Linked DNA regions of Sus scrofa: all the other regions are linked to region 1. The links are chromatin contacts, called in public HiChIP or PLAC-seq and promoter capture Hi-C maps. All regions are on one chromosome and are shown on one strand. The core of a region is the stretch at or near the end of the contact, and the rest is flanking DNA. Distances in the headings are between cores, read along the strand shown.

Region 1 (5,243 bases), core at 891-3,390:
ACCTCCTCAAGAGCTCAGACTGCTGCTCTCTTTTGGTGATCAGCTGACTAATGTTCACTGTTTCTCCCCAGTTAGGCTGGGTCACGTGACCAAGCTGTGGGATGAAGACGGTATCTCACATCTGTGTCACTAAGTGACATGGAAGATGCTTCAGTGGCCAGGGCAAAGGGCTTGCCCATCCTCACTGGGCAAAGCACCAGAGCTGGAAGTCACGGGGTCTAGTCCGTATCAGGCTAGACTCCTTCCTGGGACCTAGAAGATTCTTAGTGCACACATGTTCATGTTAGTGGAAAGAGCACAGCTTCAGTCACGCTGATGTCAACATGAATGCTGACATGGCCACTTCTAGCTTGTGCCTTTAGGCAGGTTATTAAACACCTCTACCCTTCAGCTTCCTCTTGCAACAAAGGAACAGTAATCACTTACAGGGTTTATGTCACATCTTAAAGTAACATGCCTAGTACATGCCCTTGGGTCAAATGCCTAGCATGGGTCACAAGAGATACTGAAGGCAGCTTTTCATTAAAAAGTTTCCAAGTAACACCTCTGGGTCTATGTTAAATGCCTTAAAAGCATTAAAGGTAGTTCATAAGTCCCAAGGGAGCAGAGGGGAGAGAGGTATAGGTAGAAAACCCTATACCTAAAGTAAATCCCAGTGCTGCCACTTGGCCTTGTGACCTTATACAAGTCACTCTGGGCCATGGTTACAATATCTGGAAAATGGAGATATGACCACCTCCCAGCCAAGTTGGCAAAGGGAATGACAAATATGAGAGATATAAAGTATCACACGCAAGGCAATCAGAGAGGACATAATCTCCCCTGTTTTAACACATTCTAGGCAGGTGAAATAATGGTAACACCAGATGCCCCTCATAATCCTCCCAGCTAGGGTTCTAGGGCCCATTTCTCCTCAATTATCTCTGATTCTCTGAGACCCCAGCAAACAGGTTGTAAAAGAAAAACAAGGGCCACAATTACGTTCCAGAAGGCTCTGCTTGGCACAATTAAGAAAAAGGTAATGTGAAAGAAACCAGGGCGAGGATGCCAGCTTTTCTCTGAGCACAGGCCTAGCTGTCTTCTCATTTGCTGTTCCTGGCCAGAGAACTGGGTTGACAAGAGCAGCCAGCCAAGTCAGCGGCAGCCCTGCCGGATCCCAGCCACCCCAGCGCCCCATGGTTATTTTTGGCTGACGCTGCCCCAACACTGCAACCTCAAACCTGCCACCTTGCAAGCCGCCACCACCGGGAGAAACGCTCCTCCTTTTCAAGGGCATGGAGGAGGGAAGCTGGAAGGCCGCCAACTCCGCCTCAACGGGGCCCTGGCTCAGGCGATTCCCACCCCAGCTCCACACCAGGACACCCGCACCCGGAACTAAAGCACAGAGACTCCTGGACCATGCAGCAGCCCGGGCATTTGTACTGTCAGCTTGGCTCGGCCCCTCCTCCGGGCTGGAGCGGCTCCATCATCACAACAAAACAATCAGGGGGCCCGCAGCCCTCGCTCGCGTCCTTCCTGACGCCGCGGGTCCCAGAGATCTGAGGCGGGTTCCTGGTAACCGCCGCCAATGGAGGCGAGGGGAGACCTGGGGTGGGGGAGGCGGGCAGGAGGAAAGCCAGCTTGGGCCGGAATCAGACTCCAAGCCGCGCGGAGAGGAGGAGTCTGCCGACCCAGCCTCGAGCCAGGGTTAGGGGAGGGGTCTGAAAGCCCCTCCAGGCTGTCGCAGGTAGGACCCTGACCCCATTCCGCGGGCAGGTATAGGGCCGAAGGTGGATCCCTGCAGGGCCCTCAGGGGCCTCTCACAGGTTCGGACTCGGACGCACAGGATCGAGAGACTGGGGTCTGCTGTGACCGCCCTCTGGGGGAGAAGCGGCAGGTCAGGGGTGAGAGGTCGGGGCCGCGGCCTGAGATGGGCCAAGAGAACGAAAGAGAGCAGACCAAGCCCGAACTAGAAGCCCGGGGACCCACACCCAGCGTACCCGCCCCTCTGACTCAACCCCCCGCTCCTCGTCGCGGGCCAGGGCCCCACACTCACCGTCTCCCAGGCTCCGGCTGAGGCTAGGCCCCACTCCCCGCTCCGAGCGCCTCTTCCGCTTCCGGCTCCGGCCTCCGCCCGTGGCGGGCCCGCCCCTCCCGTGACGCAGCCGTCGGTCGACTGAGCTCGGCGACTTGGCCCCTCTAGCCGTGAACTCGAAGACTCTGGAGGACCCGCCCTGTCCACCTGGGTCGCTGCGGCGGCGGTGGAACCTGGTTCCTGGAGGGCCGAGGGGATGTCCCCAGCCGCGGCCCGCCCCCTGCCGTGTCACGAGGCACGTAGGCCTCAAAGATGCGGCGGGGGGCACCGGTGGACAGGCGCTGAGAGCCGAAAGGTGGAGCCCCGACCCCGCCCAAGCCCGCTTGGCCTTTCCTTTCCTGAGCGCCGGGAGGAGGGCATTGTTTCGCTGTCGCCTCAAGTGAAAACTGGGTAGGCCTTGAGCGCCAGCCCGGCCTCGAGGCCCTGGAGGGCGCTAAAGCCCACGGAGGATCGGGAAGGAGGTTCCCGACTCCCGCTGATGTGAAAGAAGCAAATGAGACCTTATTCATGTGTGGAGGAGCTTTTTAAAGTCATGGCGGCGCGTCCAAGCCCGGTGTATGTGCACTGCAGTTTCTGGGAAGATACTGGAGAGTCACGTCGGCGGGGCCTTTGAAGGGAAAGGGACGGGTTCTGGGGTAAAAGGGGGTCTCGTTTTCCTTGAGCATTCTTGGGCACGGCAGTGAGCAGACCAGAGTTGTTTCTTAGTTCATAACCACCCGCGTCCCACCCCCGCCGAAGAAAAGCCCCGCGGCCCCCCTCACTCCTATTTCTCCCCTGGAGTCACCTGGTGACCTCTCTGCCCCCGCCGCCGGCGCGGGCTCACCGAAGCCCCGGCCACCTACTGCCCCGCTCTTGGTCATAGGGAGATAAGGAGGTCATCTTTTCCAGATGAGAAAACCGAGGTCAGGTCCTTTGGGAGACCTCGCGGTTTATGAGCGTGCACTCCCTGGCCCCCCCCCCCCCCCGGCTCTCGCTGGCGTCGGTCAAAGAGGGCGGGAGCGGCCTCTAATTGCCCCCTAGCCACGCCAGGGCCCAAGAAGGAGGGACACAGCATCCTTCCGGGCCCCGCCCCTCCCGGGGACTGAACTGCGAAGGCTGCAGCATTTCCCCAGCACCGCGTGGGCCTGCTTGTCACCACCCCTTTCCCCAGCCCCGGCCCCGCCTCCGCCCTCGCCGCAGCGAGGGCTGGTCACGCCCCTGACATCCGGCTAGTCTCCCAGCCACTGAGGCGGATTCCAAAAGGAAACGACCCCTCCGGAGTTGCGAGGCCTCTACAGTCTCTAACCTCTAGTTCCCCCTTAAACTGGGGTCTGACGGCATGGCTTGAGCAGGTGCTTAGTACAAATCTCCGTTAGTTCCACCACTCCCACTGCAAGTAAACAACCAAAGCCAAGTTCAAACGGGTTGCTTACTACACTAATGCAGCCTCAAGACCGACTCCCGGTCCCGGTCCAACCAAATGCACCCATTCCCCCCAATATAAATTCCGGAGCCGCTTCTACTGTGTAGTTGGCGACCGAGAGCCCGGCTGTCTCTGCCCCTAAATCCTGCCCCTTTAGGCTCCTGCCTCTGGGGTGGAAGATTCTGAGCAGCCATTTTTGCCTAGGCCTTTGCCCTATGCCAGAGGCCACACCAGCAGGGGTCCATCTAAGGGTTTCATCCATTAAGATGAGGTGGAAGGGCTCTGGTGTCTCCTCCTCCTACAGCTATGTGTTGCCTGCAGTTTCCATGGCTCCTGCAAGCTAGGATCACAACAGCAGCTGAGGGTGGAGGAGCTCAGAGCCCGGAGTCATGACCTGGGCACCAGTCTCTGAGCTGGTAAGTCAGGCCATCTTCCCACCATCCCTCCCACCATCAAGAACACAGGAGTCCCTGCCTCCTAGTAAAGAAACAGAGCTCTCTTTTTCAGAAATAGAATAGGAGCCATCTCCCAGCTCCTTCTCTAAAGTCTGCAGTCCAGCAGCTGTCCTACCTGATACTCTACCTTTAAGCCTCATTCTTCCCTCTTTGTTCCTAAGAGAACTCAGACCTAGATGAAAGAAAGGCAGAGTGTCAAGCACTTGGAAAAAGTGAAGTATGAGTAACTCTCCACCCACAATGCACTCCTCCCCCTCTCTCCTCCAGTGCTGGATGGCTGAGACCTTGGCAGCTGGTGGCCGGGGAGCTCAGGGGCCTGGGCCACCTTTAGAGGAGGACTGCTCCACATCCGCTGCCACTCAGGCCCAAGCTCTATCTCTAGGCCTCAATGCATGTGCCCACCAAGTCTTTGCTATGCGAGTGGAGGACATCAAGGAGATGCCTCTGCCCTGTACCTGCCCTGCCTCCAGCCACCTAAGCACCACAGCAGTTCTGGCCCCCTTGATTTCCCCATTTGCCCCCATGGGCTCCTGGCTCAGCTCACCACTCCCTCCAGCTCCAGCTTCTCTGACCCCCCTCCTTGTCCTGCTGCCCTTGTTCTGTTGCCTTCCACATCCATCTTTGCCTCTTCTAGGGGTAGTTAATTCACTTTTGGGCCTTAGCCCCAAAGTAACCTCTCTGGAAAGCCTTCCTGGGAGCCCCAAGGGAGGGTAGGGCTTCTCTTCCCTGTGTTCCCACAGCACTGGTTCAACAGCCTGGGCTGTGCCACTCCCCATTCCATGAGCCTCCCTCCCCCAAACCAAGTCAGGCAAGCTCAGGGGCTCAGTCAGAGGGGATGCTGCCCAAAGAGGACCCCTGCCTCTAAGTGGGAAAGACAGAGCACCAGTCAGGGTAGAGCTGTGGGTGCTGTGCCAGGACATGGGAAGTGGGGGCAGGGGCTGGTCCTCATGGTGCCTTTTGGAGACACCTTGTGTGGTGGTGAAATGGGGTGAGACAGCACAGGAGGGAGCTCCAGGAACCTGAGCCTGGAGTTGGGGAGAGGAGAGAGTCAAGGTGTCTAGAAGGGAGAGGACCTGGTAGCAGTCCTGAGTAAGGAGCAGGTTGGGAATGTGGGCAGAGCAGTCGTGAGGCAGGGCCCCATCTTACTGCTGCAGCTATGAAAGCCAGACAGGGACCGGAGCAGTGATTTGATTTGAGGACTTCTGTTCCCCCCCACATACACACACATACATTAGAGCTAAAATACAGTGTCCCCGCAAATGTTCCTCTGACCCCGGCCATTTCTAGACTCCCACACTGGGAAGGAGAGCAG
Region 2 (5,243 bases), core at 1,542-4,041, 300 kb before region 1:
CATGGATTTTGAAAAAACTTACGGTTACCAAAGAAGACAAGTTGGTGGGGGGAGAGATGGGCTGGGGATTTGGGATGGAAATGTTATAAAATTAGGTTGTGATGATGGCTATACAACTATAAATATAATAAAATTCATTTTAAAACAATAGAAAAGGTTTTCCTGTGGTGCAGTGGGTCAAGGATCTGGCATCGCCATAGCCATGGTGCAGGTAGCAACCTCTTTTCTGGTTCAATCTGTGACCTGGGAACTTCCACATGCTGCAGGTGCAGCCAGAAAAAAAAAAAAAGAATTACACTGTTTATCATAAGTCAGACTCTGACAGGATGTGTTGGGAGAAGGGATCTCTGTATGTAACATTCAGAAAAGCTGATACAACTACTCCCCATTGAAATGAAGCAGAAAATGTTAAATCACACAAAAGCAAAATAAAACCACTGGGTCAGCATTCCTGCCTGTCAACAAACAGCTGGGGCGCAGCAGCTCTGGCTGCCCCATGAGGGCTGACAACCTGCTCTGACTCCTTTTTTTGTTTGTTTTTGTTTTTGTTTTTGCTTTTTTTACTGCTGCACCTGTGCTATATGGAAGTTCCCAGGTTAGAGGTCAAATTAGAGCTGCAGCTGCCGACCTACGCCACAGTCACAGCAACTCGGGATCTGAGCTGCATCTGTGACCTCCACCACAATGCCTGATCCTTAATTCACTGAGCAAGGCCAGGATTCGAATTTGCATCCTCATGGATACTAGCCCCGTTCATAACGTGCTGAGCCACCACAGGAACTCCTCTTTTTCTTTTTTAACTCTACCCATCCTCCAGTTTTGCCTACAAGCAAAGTTTGGACAAGGGATTTGTGGGAGTGGTGATCTCATAGAGGTCCTGGAGGGGGAATGGGGGGGACCTGGGGCAATTCTAAGAGATAATCCTGTTATCACCATCATAGTTTCCATTTTACAACAGAAGAAACTGAGGTGCAGAGAGCTTCCATAGCTACATCAAGGGCACAGCTAGCAAGTGGCAGAGCTGGGAGTCAAATCCGGGTGTGTGGCTCCAGAGTACACACTGTTAACCACCCTACTAGGTGCTCCTGGGTGTTAGATAGGCAAGCATTTTGTAAGTTGTAGAAAAACTCAGTATACCCCGAAGGATATTTATAATTCTGGGAAGGCATAAACAAAGCACCCTAGCTCTGCCCCAAGGTAAAAGCAGGAGGAGGAAGTGCAGCCCTGATGCCTGCTATCCCAGGCAAGCAGCTGGCAGAGCAGAATTCTATCCTGAAGTTCTGGACCTTCATCATGGGTAGCTGGGGAGACCTAGAGCTGATGGCTTTCCACTCTGCTTCTCCTTCCTCTTGCAGATGGTCTAGTGCCATGCTTAAGAACAGACTCTGATAGCGAGTTCCCATCGTGGTACAGCAGAAACAAATCCAACTAGGAACCAGGAGATTGTGGGTTCGATCCCTGACCTCAATCAGTGGGTTAAGGATTCAGCATTGCCGTGAGCTGTGGTATGGGTTGCAGATGCAGCTCAGATCCTGCGTTGCTGTGGCTGTGGTGTAGGCCGGCAGCTGTAGCTCCAATTCAACCCCTAGCCTGGGAACTTCCATATGCTGTGGGCGCAGCCCTAAAATGACAGAAGAAAAAAAATTAAAAATAGAATTACCGTATGATCCAGCAATTCTACCCTGGGTATTTTCTTTCTTTCTTTTTTTTTTTTTTTTTTTTTTGTCTTTTTGCCTTTTTCTTGAGCCGCTCCCACGGCATATGGAGGTTCCCAGGCTAGGGGTCTAATCGGAGCTGTAGCCACCGGCCTATGCCAGAGCCATAGCAACGAGGGATCCGAGCCATGTCTGCGACCTACACCACAGCTCACGGCAACGCTGGATCCTTAACCCACTGAGCAAGGCCAGGGATCGAACCCGCAACCTCATGGGTCCTGGTCGGATTCGTTAACCGCTGCACTGCGACGGGAACTCCCATACCCTGGGTATTTTCTAAAGAAAATGAAAGCATTAATTCTAAAAGACATATGCCTCCCTATGTTCACTGCAGAATTATTTATAATAGCTAAAACATGACAGCAACCTAAGTGTCCATTGACATATAAAAGAATAAAGAAGATGTGGTGTGTGTGTATGTATAATATTCTATTGTGTGTTATGTATGTATACATACATGATGTTAAGTGAAATAAAGATAAATAATGTATGATCTCACTTATATGTGGAATCTAAAAACAACAACAGAACTTAACTTGTAGATACAGAGAAGAGATTGGTGGTTGCCAGAGAGGGAGGTTGAGGGGGAGGGAAAAAAAGAAAAAAAAAAGAACAGAACAGACTCTGGAGCCAGACAGACTCTGGATCTGGCTCTACCTGACTTACGAAATGGGTAGTGGTTTCATTGTTGTATGAAATGAGTTAGTACAGGTGAGCGCATAGTACAGGGTCTGGCACAAAGCACCAGGTTGCGGGTTCGATTTCTGCCCTGCCCCTCCCCCCCACGCAATGGATAAAAGGATCCAGCGTTGTTGCTGCAGCACTGGAGAAGGTCGCAATTGCCACTAGGACCTGATCCCTGGTCCCAGGGAACTCCATATGCCGAGGGGAGGCCAAAATAGAAAAAAAAAAAAAAATGCCCAAATCACAGAGGTGAAAAGAAGTTAATGAACCTCAGGCGCAAGGTCAGGACCTCACTTAACAAAGGCTATTTCAAAACTCTGGGCTTAATTTTATATTCATACTTAGTAGTTCTTTCCTTAGAGAGGCCAACAAAATGCAGCTTCAGAGGTAACAGATGAAGTGTGCTGTTTTCTTGCAGTTATTTTAAAAATACATTTACATCTATAAACGTGCACACAGAAATAGATTCCTCACTCCCTAGCTTAAAAAATACTTGTCCTACTGTGTGGATAGCTGGTACCCAGTTCATTCAACAGAAAGTCTTGACTGTTTTTCCATGTTTCTAACTGTCGCAGAGTGTGCACCACAGATGCTCAAATTTATTTATCCACCTTCCCAGAGCTGAGCCCTCTACTCCCTTCCCAGCCGACCCCAGAGTATCCTGCCGTCGCCTCGCTCCTCGTCTCGGTTTTCTCGCTCATAGCGCCCCCTTTCTCTGCTATCCTTGCTACGGCTCCTTCGCCTTCTTTCCTAACAGCCCTGGGCAAACCTCGCCTCTCCCGGCCCCCGCACGTCACCGTCCAGCATTTTGTCCCCTCTCCCGCCCTAGCTTCTGGCCTGCCAGCGTCGCTCCACTCATTCGCTGCCCCCCCACTCGAATCTTTCCGCTCCCCTGCCCGCGATCTCCTCCCCCTCTTCGCTCCGCACCCGGTCCTGCCACTCCGCGGCCCCACAGGAGCGCACAGCCGGCGGGCTGCAACGCACGCTGTCAGAGTAATGAATGGCTTCAGCGGTAATTAGCGACCCGGCGGCTAATCACGATGTACATTTACATTTTAAGTGCTGCAGAGGGAGCTGGGAAAAGGAGGGGAGCGGCGGGAGGGGGCGCGGGCCTTTTTCCCCGGTCTCCCTTCACTGACTGCGGAACGAAGTGAATCGAGTCTTCTACAGCTGGCGCCAGTGGAGGGGGACCGCGGGGCGGCGCTTTCTAGCGCCAGCTCAGAGCAAAGGCAAACGCAGAACGGTCTTATCCTCACCCGACGTAAACTCCTGGCCCCTGCCTCCGAATCGTAGACCCCTGCGTGATCCCTTCAAAGTGAACGTTCAGCCTTGGCTCGCATACTCCCGTGGGTGGAGAGCTCGCTTCTGCGCTTATCAGCCCGTTCGAACATAGATTCCAGCCATTTTGGGACTTTTTCTCAGGCCTAACGAAACTGATGCTCTTTAAGTCCCACAACTGCCCTAGTCTTACAGGGCCTGAGGTTCCCTGCGCCCTGCCACGCGCTGCAGACTGTTGTGTCTTCTTCAGACTACTGTGTCTCCGACTCCTAGGGCTGTTCCTAGAGGGGCCTCTGGGAGCTGGGGCGGGGTGGAAGTACAGGTTTGGAGCAGAACGCGACCTCGAGGGCCCCTGATCCCAGAGGGCGAGCAATAGATCCGAGAAGGGCGTTGGTCATTCGTACGGTGGGGCTCAAAGGTTCGCCTCCTGCAGTCACTCCCACGGCGCGGTAATGGGTCATCCCTGGGTTTCAAACAACAGGGCAGATCTAGGAGATACAGGATGCTGAGGATGCAAAAATGGCAGCGAGGAGAGGGTGGGGGACCCGGCAGCTCCATCTCAAAACCGACCCGGCTCCCCCAAGCATTGTCATGCTCCCAGCACTTTAAGGGTTTCCCACCGGCCACAACTCTGTGCTCCTCCTTGCCACGCCCCACGTAGTCACCCTGGCCCAGATCTGGTCTGGCCCACTCTTCAGTTCTGTGCGTGGGCAAGGGGGTGGAAGGATGAAGAAGGAGACCCTAGGGCAGATCGAGGGAGGGTCCAATTTCTTCTCAAACTCCCTCCCTCCCATCAGCAGCGCTTCAATCCCAACCTCGCTTCTCCCTTCGCTGTTCATCTCTCCTGGCAGGAGATCCCCGGCCACTCCCTCTGTTCTGCAGAGGTCCTGGGAAGGGACACCCTGTAGCTTCATAGTGCCCCGAGGTTTCAACTTCCCACCTACTTCCCTTTTCCCTCAAAACATACTTTCACCCAGTCTCCTTTTTGTAAAGGAAGCCAGGCTGACTAATAACGAATTCCACCTGGGAAGAAGGGGGTGGGGTGCTGGAGGGGATCCACGTTAGCAAAGAAAAATACCTGGCTTACCCTAAAGCATGCAGCTTTAATACTCGACTTTCAGGCATGAATGGAGGCAGCTTAACTCTCCCTTGAGAAGAGGTCTCCTTGGTCTCTTCTCATTCACCTCAGGGAACAGTCTAGCTCACGGTCTCAGTCCCCACACCACAGGGGGTGGGGGTGGAAGGGGTCCAGGATGCTTCAGCTTCAGTCAGGCGCGGCGAAGCTGAAACCTGTCTTAGGACCACACCGCGACGTAATCATCCGAAGGCAGGCGCGGAGCGAAGCCGGAGCCAGCCCCTCTCGCACTCTGCTGACCGTGCACAGGCTGTCCTTGAGGCGAGAATACCCGCTCCAGAGCGGAGGGACACAGCGGGGGTGGGGGGGTTGGGGGGAAGTGGAAGAAAGAAGCCTCAGCCCCCAGCAGGCCGCTTCGAAATCTCTCCTTGTAGGGGACAAGGGGCTGCCTTCAGTTCTGAAACGCAGAAGGACTCAGGGACCCGTTCTAA
Region 3 (5,243 bases), core at 1,874-4,373, 290 kb before region 1:
TTCATTTTGAGTTGATCAAAAGAGAGATTACTTTGACTGTGCCTGAGCTGATTAGATGAGGTCCTTAAAAGAGGGTGAGGTGTCAGAGATACTCTCCCACTGGTATGAAGAAATAAGCAGTGGTATTGTGAGAGGGCCTGTGGAGGGTCCACATGTATGGTAAGGCCCTGAGGGTGGCCTCTAGTTGCTAAGAGTGATCGTTGGCTGACAGTAAGAAAAAATGTGGACTCGGTCCTACAACGCCAAAGAACTGGATTCTGCCAACCATCTAAACAAGCTCGGGGAAGAGGACTCTGAGCTCCAGATGAGACCAGAGTCCCGACTGACATCTTGATTTCAGTCTTATAAGATCCTCAGTAGAAAACCAGTTATGCTATGAAGGCATAACTCTGACCTACAGAAACTGGGATATAATAAATGGGGACTCTTTTGCGTTTTTGGCCAGGCCTGCAGCATGCAGAAGTTCCAGAGCCAGTGATCAAATCCACATCATGGCAGTGACAAGCCAGATCCTTAACCCAATGAGCCACCAGGGAATTCCAAGAATCTTTACTGGTTTGTTTGATTGCTTGCTTTTTCAGCCCCATCCAGAGCATGTGAAAGTTCCTAGGTTCATCTATGACTTATGCCACAGCTGCAGCAGCTGCAGCAACACGGGATCCTTAACCCACTGTTCTAGGCCAAGGATTCAACCCAGCAAAGCCACAGAGGCAAGCCAGATCATTAACCCAATGTGTCACAGTGGGAACTCCAAATGGGTATTGTTTTAAGTTGCTTAGTTTGTGGTAAATTGTTAGGCAGCAATAGAAAACTAATACAAGTGATGAGGGCTAAGAACTGCCCTCAAGGTAACAAGTGGTTCAGAGTTCACTGAGAAGCCAGCAAAGCCTACCTTTAGGGGTGGTAGGGAAAGAAAACAATTTCTAGAGTCAGACAAACCTGGGCTCTAAGCACTACTATTTATTAGCTATGTGATTCTTAGGCAAATATCCTTTGAGCCTATTTCTTCATCTTTAAAATAGGGATAAATTCTTATCTCACAACATTGTTATGAGGCTTAGATGAGATAATAAATAATTTATAGCATGCAGTGGTACATAATAAATTACACTCATTTTTTTTTCTTTTTCAGCCACACCTGTGGCATATGGGAGTCCCAGGCCAGGGATCCAATCTGAACTGCAGCTACAACAACTGCCACAGCTGCAGCAAAGCAGGATCTTTAACCCACTTCTCTGGGTAGCAGATTAAACCCGTACCTCTGCAGAGACAACACCAGATTCTTCATCCACTGCACCACAGCGGGAACTCCACTACAGTCATGATTGTTTTTGAAAACAACAACCAAAACATACCACACTCCAGTTCTCAATCTAAGGTACTGTAGCAAAGTGGAGAGACTAAGAGCAAAGACCAGATGGAGTGTGGAAGTTCCCAGACCAGAGATGCCTGTACCACAGCAGCGATGCAGGTTGCTGCAGTGAAGATGTGGATCCTTAATGCCACGTGCCGCAAGAGAACTACAGTGCTTTCTTAAGTATGGGAACGCTGACCTTGTCCTGAGCTTCCAGCTCTTAAGATATTTGGAGAATATTAATTAAACTCAAAGAGGCAAAACTTCCCCTGGTGTTGTTTGGTTAAGTTGGTGGGGGAAAATGGGGACAGGTGCTTTGGGGTTTTTTTGTTTGTTTGTTTTTACTTTTGGCCACAACCAGGGGCATATGTAAGTTCCTGGACCAAGGACTGAACCCTCACCATAGCAGTGACTCAAACCACTGCAGTGATAACATCCAGCTCCTTAACCCACTATGCTGCAAGGGAACTCTCAGAGGACAGGTGCTTTGAGAAAAGCTTTTTTATCCGTTTCCCAGCCAGATTCATACCTCCTAAGGCCACACTGCTAGGGAAGAAAAAGAGATCAACACTGATTTTCTGGAGACAGAGCCTGGAGTGAGGAAGAGGAGCTGAATATCCATCTTTTCTTTCTTCAGTGGGTCCAGGGATAGAGAATGAGTGATTACAAGTCAAGAATCTTTACTACTTAACTCTTGGTGGCTGCGAGATAATTCAGGCCTGGGGCAAGCAGGCCCACTGCCCAGGAGCTCAAAATCAGAATGCAGTTACTGAGGCCAGATTTGATATTAAGAGTCTTGGGATTTAATCGACCCCTTCCTGTAGGGACTGGAAGTGGTGGTTTCCCCAGAAACATCCAGGTGAGTCCTGGAACTGGGGATTTGGTGAAAAGAGAGTCAATTGCCTGCAAGAAATCTAATTTCTGAGGCTGTTTCCTTCTCTGTAAAGTGATTGCACTCATATTTTTTTTCCAATTTTTGGCCGCCCCGTGGCATATGGAGATCCTGGGCCAGGGAACAGATTCCAAGGTAATCGCCACTCAAGTCGTAGCTGCGGCAACACCGGGTCCTTAACCCACTATGCGTGGCAGGGGATGGAACCCTGGTCTCAGAGCTCCCAAGACACGGCCAATCCCGCCTGTGGCGCCCCAGCGGGAGCTCCTCCACTCATTTCCTAATGCTTGCGGATTTGTTATACAGGAATATTGCTGTTGATCCCTGTTATGGCGCAGGGGAAAATAATCCGACTAGTAACCATGAGGTTGAGGGTTCCATCCCTGGCCTCACTCAGTGGGTTAAGGATCCGGCGTTGCGGTGAGCCATGGTGTAGGTTGCAGACGCCGCTAGGATCTGGCGTTGCTATGGCTGCAGCATAGGCTGGCGGCTACAGCTCCAATTCCACCCTTAGCCTGGAAACTTCCATTATGTTGCAGGTGCGGCCCTAAAAAGCAAAAAAAAAAAAAAAAGATTAGTTGCTAATAAGATCTTATACACAAGCAGTTGTTTTGCCCCCACTTGTTCTCTTATTGTAGGCTCACACCAGGTGGTAAACAAAAAAGATATTTTTATTATAATTTGTCGTTATTATTGTTATCGTTCCCATTTTGAGGTGCTGGAGTCGCCTCTCGAGCCTGTCCACTGCTGTCCTCTGCCATCCTACCATCCTAGCTCCACAATAGCAGATCTGGTCCACGCCCAGACCCGGGCGGCGGGGCGGGGCGCGGCGCCGAAATGGTTTGTCCTGAACGCGCCGCCGTAGGCCGCCTGCGGCCGCGTGTGGCCCCTTTCCGCCTAGGCGCGAGCGCCGCAGTGGGAGGGCCTCCACGCTCCGCCCGCCCTGCGTCGGTGCGTGAGTTCGGCCCCCACGAGCTTCGAAGCGGCCCTTGAGCTCACACCCGGCTTTGCCTTAGCGTTAACCTGCGCGCCGCCATCGCCGTCATGCTAGGCGCCGCTGTTCGCCGCTGCTCCGTAGCAGCAGCCGCAGTCGCCCGGGCCAGCCCTCGAGGCCTTCTGCACCCCACTCCGACCCCCGGCCCCGCCGCCGGTAAGGCTCCCGCCTGCCACTGTCCGCGCCCGCGTGTCCTTGTGGTGACCTGGGCCCCCGCCGCCATGCGAGGGCAGGCTCGCCCAGAGGCCTAGCCCCTGCCCTGCGGGCCGACGGCCGAACCTGAGGACCGCTAGCCATTCCCGCCGCCGCCGAGTTGTGGAGGACTCGAGGGCGCGTCCCGGGGTCCTCCCTTGGCGCGACTTCCTGGTGCGGGCACCGCGGACCGGTCGAGCGTGGACCTGCTGTGGGTGCACCTCCCGCGCCCACTGGACCTCTTCGGTCCCCGGGCCATGACCGTGCCCTGGCGTTGATCCTGCGGCCACTGACTGGGAGTGGCTACCGCCGGCCTGCAGCGCTTCCGCGAAGGTGACATTGAGCTCAGGGTAGAAGGCGGGAGTGGCCCCTCCGGGGACCCTGGCACCGCCGCCCGCAGCCTCTTCCGAGAACACTTTATACTTCCGTGACTGGGACACAGTGTAGTCTTTTCATCAGGCATTTCTCGTTACCGTTTTGTGTGTCACTTTCTCCAGCCGTTCTTTTATTTTTAGACACTGTTGTGCCATGTTTTAATTCTTCCATCTTTACATTAGATCAGTGTATGTGGTTGTTTCCTGAGGTCTGGAAGAGAGCCTGACTTGATAGGTCTTAGGATAAGAATATTACTGTTTGGAAAACGGGGTACCACAGACCCAGGAGTCCTGGGTCCTACAAACTTGGAGAAGTTTTATTTTTTATTTGTGCTTCCGGCTAGAAGTCTGGTTGCTGGAGTATGAGATGTTCTGCTGATTTCTGTCTCTTATTTTGCCTTCTGCTTAATATGTGTTCCAGGAGACTTTGTGTCCAGCACTGAACTTTTAATTATTGTAAATGCACTTTAAAAAATTTATTGGAATATAGTTGGCTCACAGTGTTGTGCCCATTTCTTGTAACTGCGCTTTGATCTTGGTGCGTGACGGTAGCATATGCTAACGTTATAAAATTTAAACATGCACTCAAACTCAAAACTAATAGTGTTGTTCTTTTGACTATTTAACTAGCGCTTCAGAACCTAAGGAGTTATGTTTTGCTTCGGTTTTGTTCATGTGGATACATTTGGGGGAGGTGTTCTTGACCTCTTGAAAAGAATTGTTACATTTTGTGGCAGGTTGAGGAAGTGGCAGGCTTTCTGCAAACTCTAGATTTAAGGCAGTTCTTTCTCCAGTAAATTTGGACTACTGGTTTATCTGCTAGGCATTCTCCGCACCCTCTTTAGTATAATTCCCTAACAAAAAGCTTTATTTTAGGTATTGTCCCATAGACCTAAATATTTGCCACAAGGAGGCAGTATTGGTTATATTCATGTCAACTGCTTTCTAGCGGTGTGACCTTGGAGGTATTAGTTAAACCTTAAGACTCAGTTCCCTCATCTCTAAAACCAGGATAATATTTAGTAGTTGTGAAATTTAAATGAGATAATATAAACTCTTACCCCTTTCCAGGTACAAATGCTTAAGACATACTTGCTTTATTATAGTGCTTTTCATTTTTGCATATTATAGGTGAGGTTTGTTACCAGTTTGAGACTGAAGAGGTTTTATGCAATTGAAAGTTAAAAAGATTAAGATTTTTGGATGAAGCTATCCAAGGGCAAATGAGAATATACTTGAGAGCTCTGAGGGGGTTAACCTGGATGGAGGGCTTCAAGTTTGCTTTAGATAAAAAACTTAAATTCCGTATTTGCTCCAAGAAATCTTCAGCTTCTAACAGAATTGTTTTCCAGTAACTGCGGGATTAAATAATGAAATATTTTGAATAATGGTTAGATTCTCTAGTCAACCCTTAAAAGTTATGCAATCCTGGCTCCT
Region 4 (5,243 bases), core at 1,756-4,255, 260 kb before region 1:
AGACAAGAATGCCCACTCTCACCACTTTTACTCAATATAGCATTGGAAGTCCTAGGCAGAGCAATTGGGCAAGCAAAAGAAAAGATAGCCAGATTGTAAGGAAGAAGTGAAACTCACTATTTGCAGATGACATGATATATATTTAAAAAAAACAAAACAAAACCCTAAAGAGGAGTTCCTGTCGTGGCTCAGTCGTTAACGAATCCGACTAGGAACCATGAGGTTTCGGGTTTGATCCCTGGCCTTGCTCGGTGGGTTAAGGATCTGGTGTTGCCGTGAACTGGGGTATAGGTTGTAGACGCGGCTCAGCGAGTTGCTGTGGCTCTGGACCCCTAGCGTGGGAACCTCCATATGCCATGAGTGCGGCCCTATAAAGCAAAAAAAAAAAAAAAAAAAAAAAAAAAAAAAAAAAAACAACTAAAGAAACTGTCACAACTAGTAAATACTGTAAAGCATCAAGATACAAAATCAATGTATCGAAATATGTTGTTTCTATACACTTAAAAGCTATCAGAAAGAAATTAAAACAATCCTATTTACAATTGCATCAAAGATAATAAAATATCTAATAGGGAGTTCTCATAGTGGCTCAGGGTAATGAACCCGACTAGTATCCACGAAGAAACAGGTTTGATCCCTGGCCTTGCTGGGTTAATGATCTGGCATTACTGTGAGCTGTGGTGTAGATCACGGACACAGCTCAAATCCCATGTCGCTGTGGCTGTGGCACAGGCCAGCAGCTCTAGCTCCGATTCACCCCCTAGCCTGGGAACTTCCATGTGCCGTGGGTGCTGCCCTGAAAAGTAAAAAATAAAAATATAAATAAATAAATAAGGAAGTCTGCCCTTGGGGAGGGTAAATCGAAATGAGAGAATAAACACTACATACTTAAAACACTGTAAACTTCCTAAGATTACATTTCTTGAGCACTTAGTACATGCCAGGTACCATTCCAAGCACCTTAGGATTTAACCTTATAAATTCTATTATGCAAGTACTATTAAAATCCCTGTTCCTCAAATAAGGACACAGATAAAGAATTAAAATCTGGGTTCAGGGCTCATATTCAATGACATAACAATTAGCTGAGCACTAGTAATGGGAGACCCAGAGTGACATGGATGGGTGACTTTTTGGCTACTAGTTCCTGGAGATTTTGTAATGTGGAAAGGTTCTGGTCACATTTTTTTGGCCCTTAGTGAAATATCCATCAGCTTAACAGGCAGCAATAGCCATGAGGAAAACCACCTCTTTGGAGTCCACAGGCTAGGTTCGAATTCCAGGTTTACCACCTAACTGGCGAATCCAACCAAATGTAAGCATCATTTGCTTAACAGAAGTAGTAGTCAAAAGGAGAAAATATTGAGTCATATGAAGTCGTTGCTTCTGGAGGTCAAAAATGGTGGAATCAACCAAAATAGCATTCCTTTATGCTTCTGATTTTTCTTTTTGGGGGCACAGGAGTTCCTGGACCAGGGATGGAACCCACGCCACTGCAGCTACCCAAGCTGCTGTAGTGACAATGCTGGATTCTTAACTCACTGTGCCACGAAAGAACTCTGCTTCTCATTTTTCAAAAAATTTAGTTCTAGGAGTTCTCATTGTGGTTCAGCAGAAACAAACCCTACTAGTATCCATGAGGATTCAGACTAAGGATCCCGAGTTGATGTGGCTGTGGCATAGGCCTGCACCTGCCGCTCTGATTCCACCCCTAGCCTGGGAACTTTCATATGCCGCACCTGTGGCTCTAAAAAATAAAACTTTAAAAAACGCAGTCATAAATTATTTTCTCCTATCCCGCCTAATCACACTCCCACTCAACTGTTTTTGTGGCCCTGGAGGCTCATAAGTTGTACATTTTTGAACTACCCTGTGGAGACTAATAAATTAGCCTTGGGACAGCCTCATGAGATTTCGCAGTTACTACAAGGATCTGGAGCTACTTACCAGCCAGCTACAAACACATCCCTTGGGGGCCAGAGAAGTCACGAGCTGTGACAGCTCCGGCCTGGACACACTTTCATTCTTCTTCCCAAGGCCTATTTTGCCCTTGTTTGTCGCTGTAAGAAGGGTAGTGATATTGGTTCCATTTTAAAACGTGGAAACTGGAGTTCCCGGTGGAGCAGCAGAAACGAATCCGACTAAGAGCCATGAGGATGCGGGTTCCACCCCTGGCCTCACTCAGTGGGTTAAGGATCCGGCGCTGCCGTGAGCTGTGGTGTAGGTTGCAGACACTGCTTGGATCCCGCGTTGCTGTGGCTGTGGCATAGGCCGGCAGCTGTAGCTCCGATTAGACCCGGTAGGCTGGAAACCTCCATATGCCACGGGTGCGGCCCTAAAAAGACAAAAAATAATAATAATATGTGAAAACTGAGTCCTAGAGAGAGTCAGCCTCATCCAAGGTCTCAGGCATTGCGTGGTGTTGGAAATAACCTGGACTTGACATTAGAGTATCAGCGCAGGCAGTGTCTCTGGTTGTGTGACCTCCACAAGGTCTTTAAACTGTTTTCCCGCGCCTAGTTTCTTTTCTGGAGAAGGGCGCTGACACGTTCCTGTCTCCTACTGCTCTTTCTGGTTCAATCCAAGCTCTCCCCGGTCCGCCCTGGGGGAGCTGCGGCTGTGGCAAGAGGACCCATGCGCAGATACCACGAGGAGCGCGTGCGCACCAGGGCGCAAAGAGCTCGAAGTCCGCAGGTGCACATCCGCGGCCACCCCGAAAATATTGATATTTAATTTCCACTAGAGAAAAAATTTAGTTTGACAGCCAGGAACTCAGGCCAACTAAAAGCACGTGGTGTGCCAGAAAGGCGGGACTGCAGCAATCCAAACCCTCCGGAAGGGCGGAACAATTGAGCCAACCCCGCAACTGATGGGACCGGAAAGCTCAGGCGGGTACAATCTGCGCCCGCGCGCCGCCATCTTGCTCGAGGAGAGACCGCCTCCTTCCCGGTTGCTGGCTGGTTAGCCAGGAGGCGGGGCTCCACCACCCGGAGGGGCGTGGCCAAGCGATGGCGACAGCGGAGCCCAGTGGGCACGCGGTTCTGGCGTCCGTTCTGGGACCCCGGCCCAGCGGTGCTGGGTCTGCAGGTCCGCCCTCCGGCCGAAGCGGTATTGGAGTACCCCGGCTTGGGGAGCGGACTCTGGCTGCTGTGGAGAAGCGGGGGCCATACATGGTGACGCGCGCGCCTTCCATTCAGGCCAAGTTGCGTGAGTGCTGCCTGGTGGGGGTTCTCTGCCGGGGCGGGCTGCTGTGTCCCCGGGCGGGCTCCGGAGCCGCACCGGGGCGACCCTGGAGGGGCACCTGCAGCCCGCTCCCGCACCTCAAAATCCGTTCGGAGAGCGGGCTCCTGGCGTTTGGGATACACTGCGGAATGGGGAGGATCCCTCTGACTGCGGCCCTTTGACTTCCAGAGAAACACCGGGACCTGGCCAAGGCAGTTTTGCGGAGAAAGGGCATGCTGGGTGCCGCGCCGAACCGCCCCGACTCTTCAGGAAAAAGGTCTCAGCAAGCGCCACTTCCTCTGTGCAACCGTTTCCAGAGAAGGCTTTAGTGTTCAGGCCGGGAGACAGAAAGCAAACACACGTTTAGGGGCCGAACTAGTGATTCCCCTGAAGCCAACCTGTCAGGTTCACTGCATTAAAATGAGAAGAGGAACCACCTTTTCTTTTCCTTCTAGAATGTGATGATTTCAAGGAAAGGGCTTTGGAATAAGTTTTGTCAGTGAGTAGGGTCATTCACTAAGTTAGGGAGGAATATAGTGGCTGGGGCCCCAAAGAGTGAGGATGGAGAGCAGTGTGGGAAGTCAGGGCTGTTTGTTTGCTTCTAACAGAATGGTAAACTCTAAGGATTGGGTGGGACTTTATCCAGGGCCTCTCTTACAAATAAGGGCTAAAGCAGGTGAAGGAATTTGCCTAAGAACTTTTTCTGTTCCCTGGTTAAATTAGGTGGGGAGACAGGGCTTTTCCCAATTCATTAAAGAGGGGGTGTGCTTTTCTTCAGGAGCAGCAGGGGGAGTGGTGTGAGGAAGTGCATATTCTGAGGAGCTGTAGCCACATACATGGCAGGCAGTGGTGGCTGTGTGACCAGGTAGAAGGCAAGTCAGGAGTAGTGCCATCAGTTGGGTTTTTTCCCATAAGGGTGAGGACTCTGGCTTTCGCTGCGAAAAGCTGGTGCTTTACCTATGCTTGGTTTTCCCCCCATCTCCCCTTAGGTCAGTGAAGTTTAACAAGGGCTATACTGCTCTTAGTCAGAGTCCAGATGAAAACCTGGTGTCCCTTGACTCTGACAGGTAAGTGCACTCCTTGGAAATACCCTTGGGGAGTGATTTGGGTAAAATTGCAGATCACTTGCTTTGCTTATTCCCTGTCTCTTCCAAGACCTTTTGTGCATGTTCCAGGGCTGCACTATCCCTTCCCAGGATGGCTTGCTTAGAGGACTCATAGGTCATCTTGCTGCTCTTGGATTTGAAGCACCAACCTTATCTGGGGAAATCATCCTACCCTATAATGTCTGCACTGTTAGTGCCAGTGACCCTGTCCCTGCTGGAGCCAGTGGAAGGAGCTATTTATACTCATGGCACATTCTGGGCTTGAGTTTTATGGTGTGTGGTCTTTGCTTCACAAGTCCCCCAAACCCCTTTGCATGCTCTGCACCGTGCTGTTTATAGCTGTACTCCACAGGCATCTCCCTGATCTGACTGTCTTCATCTTCTAGTGATGGGGAGCTGGAATCCAGATACTCCTCCGGGTATTCCTCTGCAGAGGCAAGTCCAGAGCGCCTTTCTGTGTGGGGCCAGGCTGAAGGCAGTGTCACTGCCACTGCCAAATGCTTGTCTGGTTCCTGCTGTATGCACGGCACTGTGCCAGACTTGTGGTTTGTCCTCCAGTCTTCTACTCTGCACTCTCCCCCCAGCAGAAGTAAAGGTGTCTAACTAAGAAGGGCTGTTGAAAGTTCAAGAGACCACAGACCCTTAGGGCTGCAAATGACCTCACAAGTCTTCTAATCCAGGCCACCACTTACAAAAGGAATCCTCTTGATAAATCTCAGCTAAGTGTTTACCACCCTCTACTTGTTTGAATGCTCATTGTAATTGGGTATTCAGTGTCTCCAAGAAATCTGGCTGCCTATCTCCACCTCCTACCCCAACACACAATTCAGGTAGCTCTTAAGTCTTCCTTACTAATTTCAGATGTCGCCTGCAGCTTGGATGTAGTAGTCCTAGTCCTGCCTCCATTGTCACACA

What was found. Promoter capture Hi-C pulls out the DNA fragments that hold promoters and counts their contacts. HiChIP or PLAC-seq counts read pairs in DNA pulled down with a chosen protein or histone mark.
Region 2: an H3K27ac HiChIP or PLAC-seq map of alveolar macrophages shows a contact between it and region 1, with 7 times the contacts expected there. The contact joins the promoter of RPP25 here to the promoter of CLK3 in region 1. A contact is called at or near these places in 1 of 5 promoter capture datasets (liver), 1 of 47 Hi-C or Micro-C datasets (blood) and 1 of 2 datasets of contacts at active chromatin or transcription factors (alveolar macrophages).
Region 3: a promoter capture Hi-C map of liver shows a contact between it and region 1, with 5 times the contacts expected there. The contact joins the promoter of LOC100156967 here to the promoter of CLK3 in region 1. A contact is called at or near these places in 1 of 5 promoter capture datasets (liver), 1 of 47 Hi-C or Micro-C datasets (liver) and 2 of 2 datasets of contacts at active chromatin or transcription factors (alveolar macrophages and skeletal muscle).
Region 4: a contact with region 1 is called in a promoter capture Hi-C map of fetal liver, with 2.9 times the contacts expected there. The contact joins the promoter of FAM219B here to the promoter of CLK3 in region 1. A contact is called at or near these places in 1 of 5 promoter capture datasets (fetal liver), 3 of 47 Hi-C or Micro-C datasets (embryonic fibroblasts, epiblast stem cells and fetal skeletal muscle) and 2 of 2 datasets of contacts at active chromatin or transcription factors (alveolar macrophages and skeletal muscle).

Annotation. Positions count from the first base shown.
Region 1 is chr7:58,907,476-58,912,718 of Sscrofa11.1, forward strand. It overlaps CLK3 (dual specificity protein kinase CLK3), which reads right to left and starts at 2,141. Exons shown (of 13, transcript XM_001927924.7): 1 at 2,036-2,141.
Region 2 is chr7:58,603,059-58,608,301 of Sscrofa11.1, forward strand. RPP25 (ribonuclease P protein subunit p25) reads left to right here and starts at 2,792. Exons shown (of 1, transcript XM_001927117.5): 1 at 2,792-5,243.
Region 3 is chr7:58,619,846-58,625,088 of Sscrofa11.1, forward strand. LOC100156967 (cytochrome c oxidase subunit 5A, mitochondrial) reads left to right here and starts at 3,124. Exons shown (of 5, transcript XM_005666147.2): 1 at 3,124-3,396. The coding sequence starts at 3,291.
Region 4 is chr7:58,647,765-58,653,007 of Sscrofa11.1, forward strand. FAM219B (family with sequence similarity 219 member B) reads left to right here and starts at 3,006. Exons shown (of 5, transcript NM_001243582.1): 1 at 3,006-3,207; 2 at 3,412-3,499; 3 at 4,212-4,289; 4 at 4,715-4,763. The coding sequence starts at 3,009.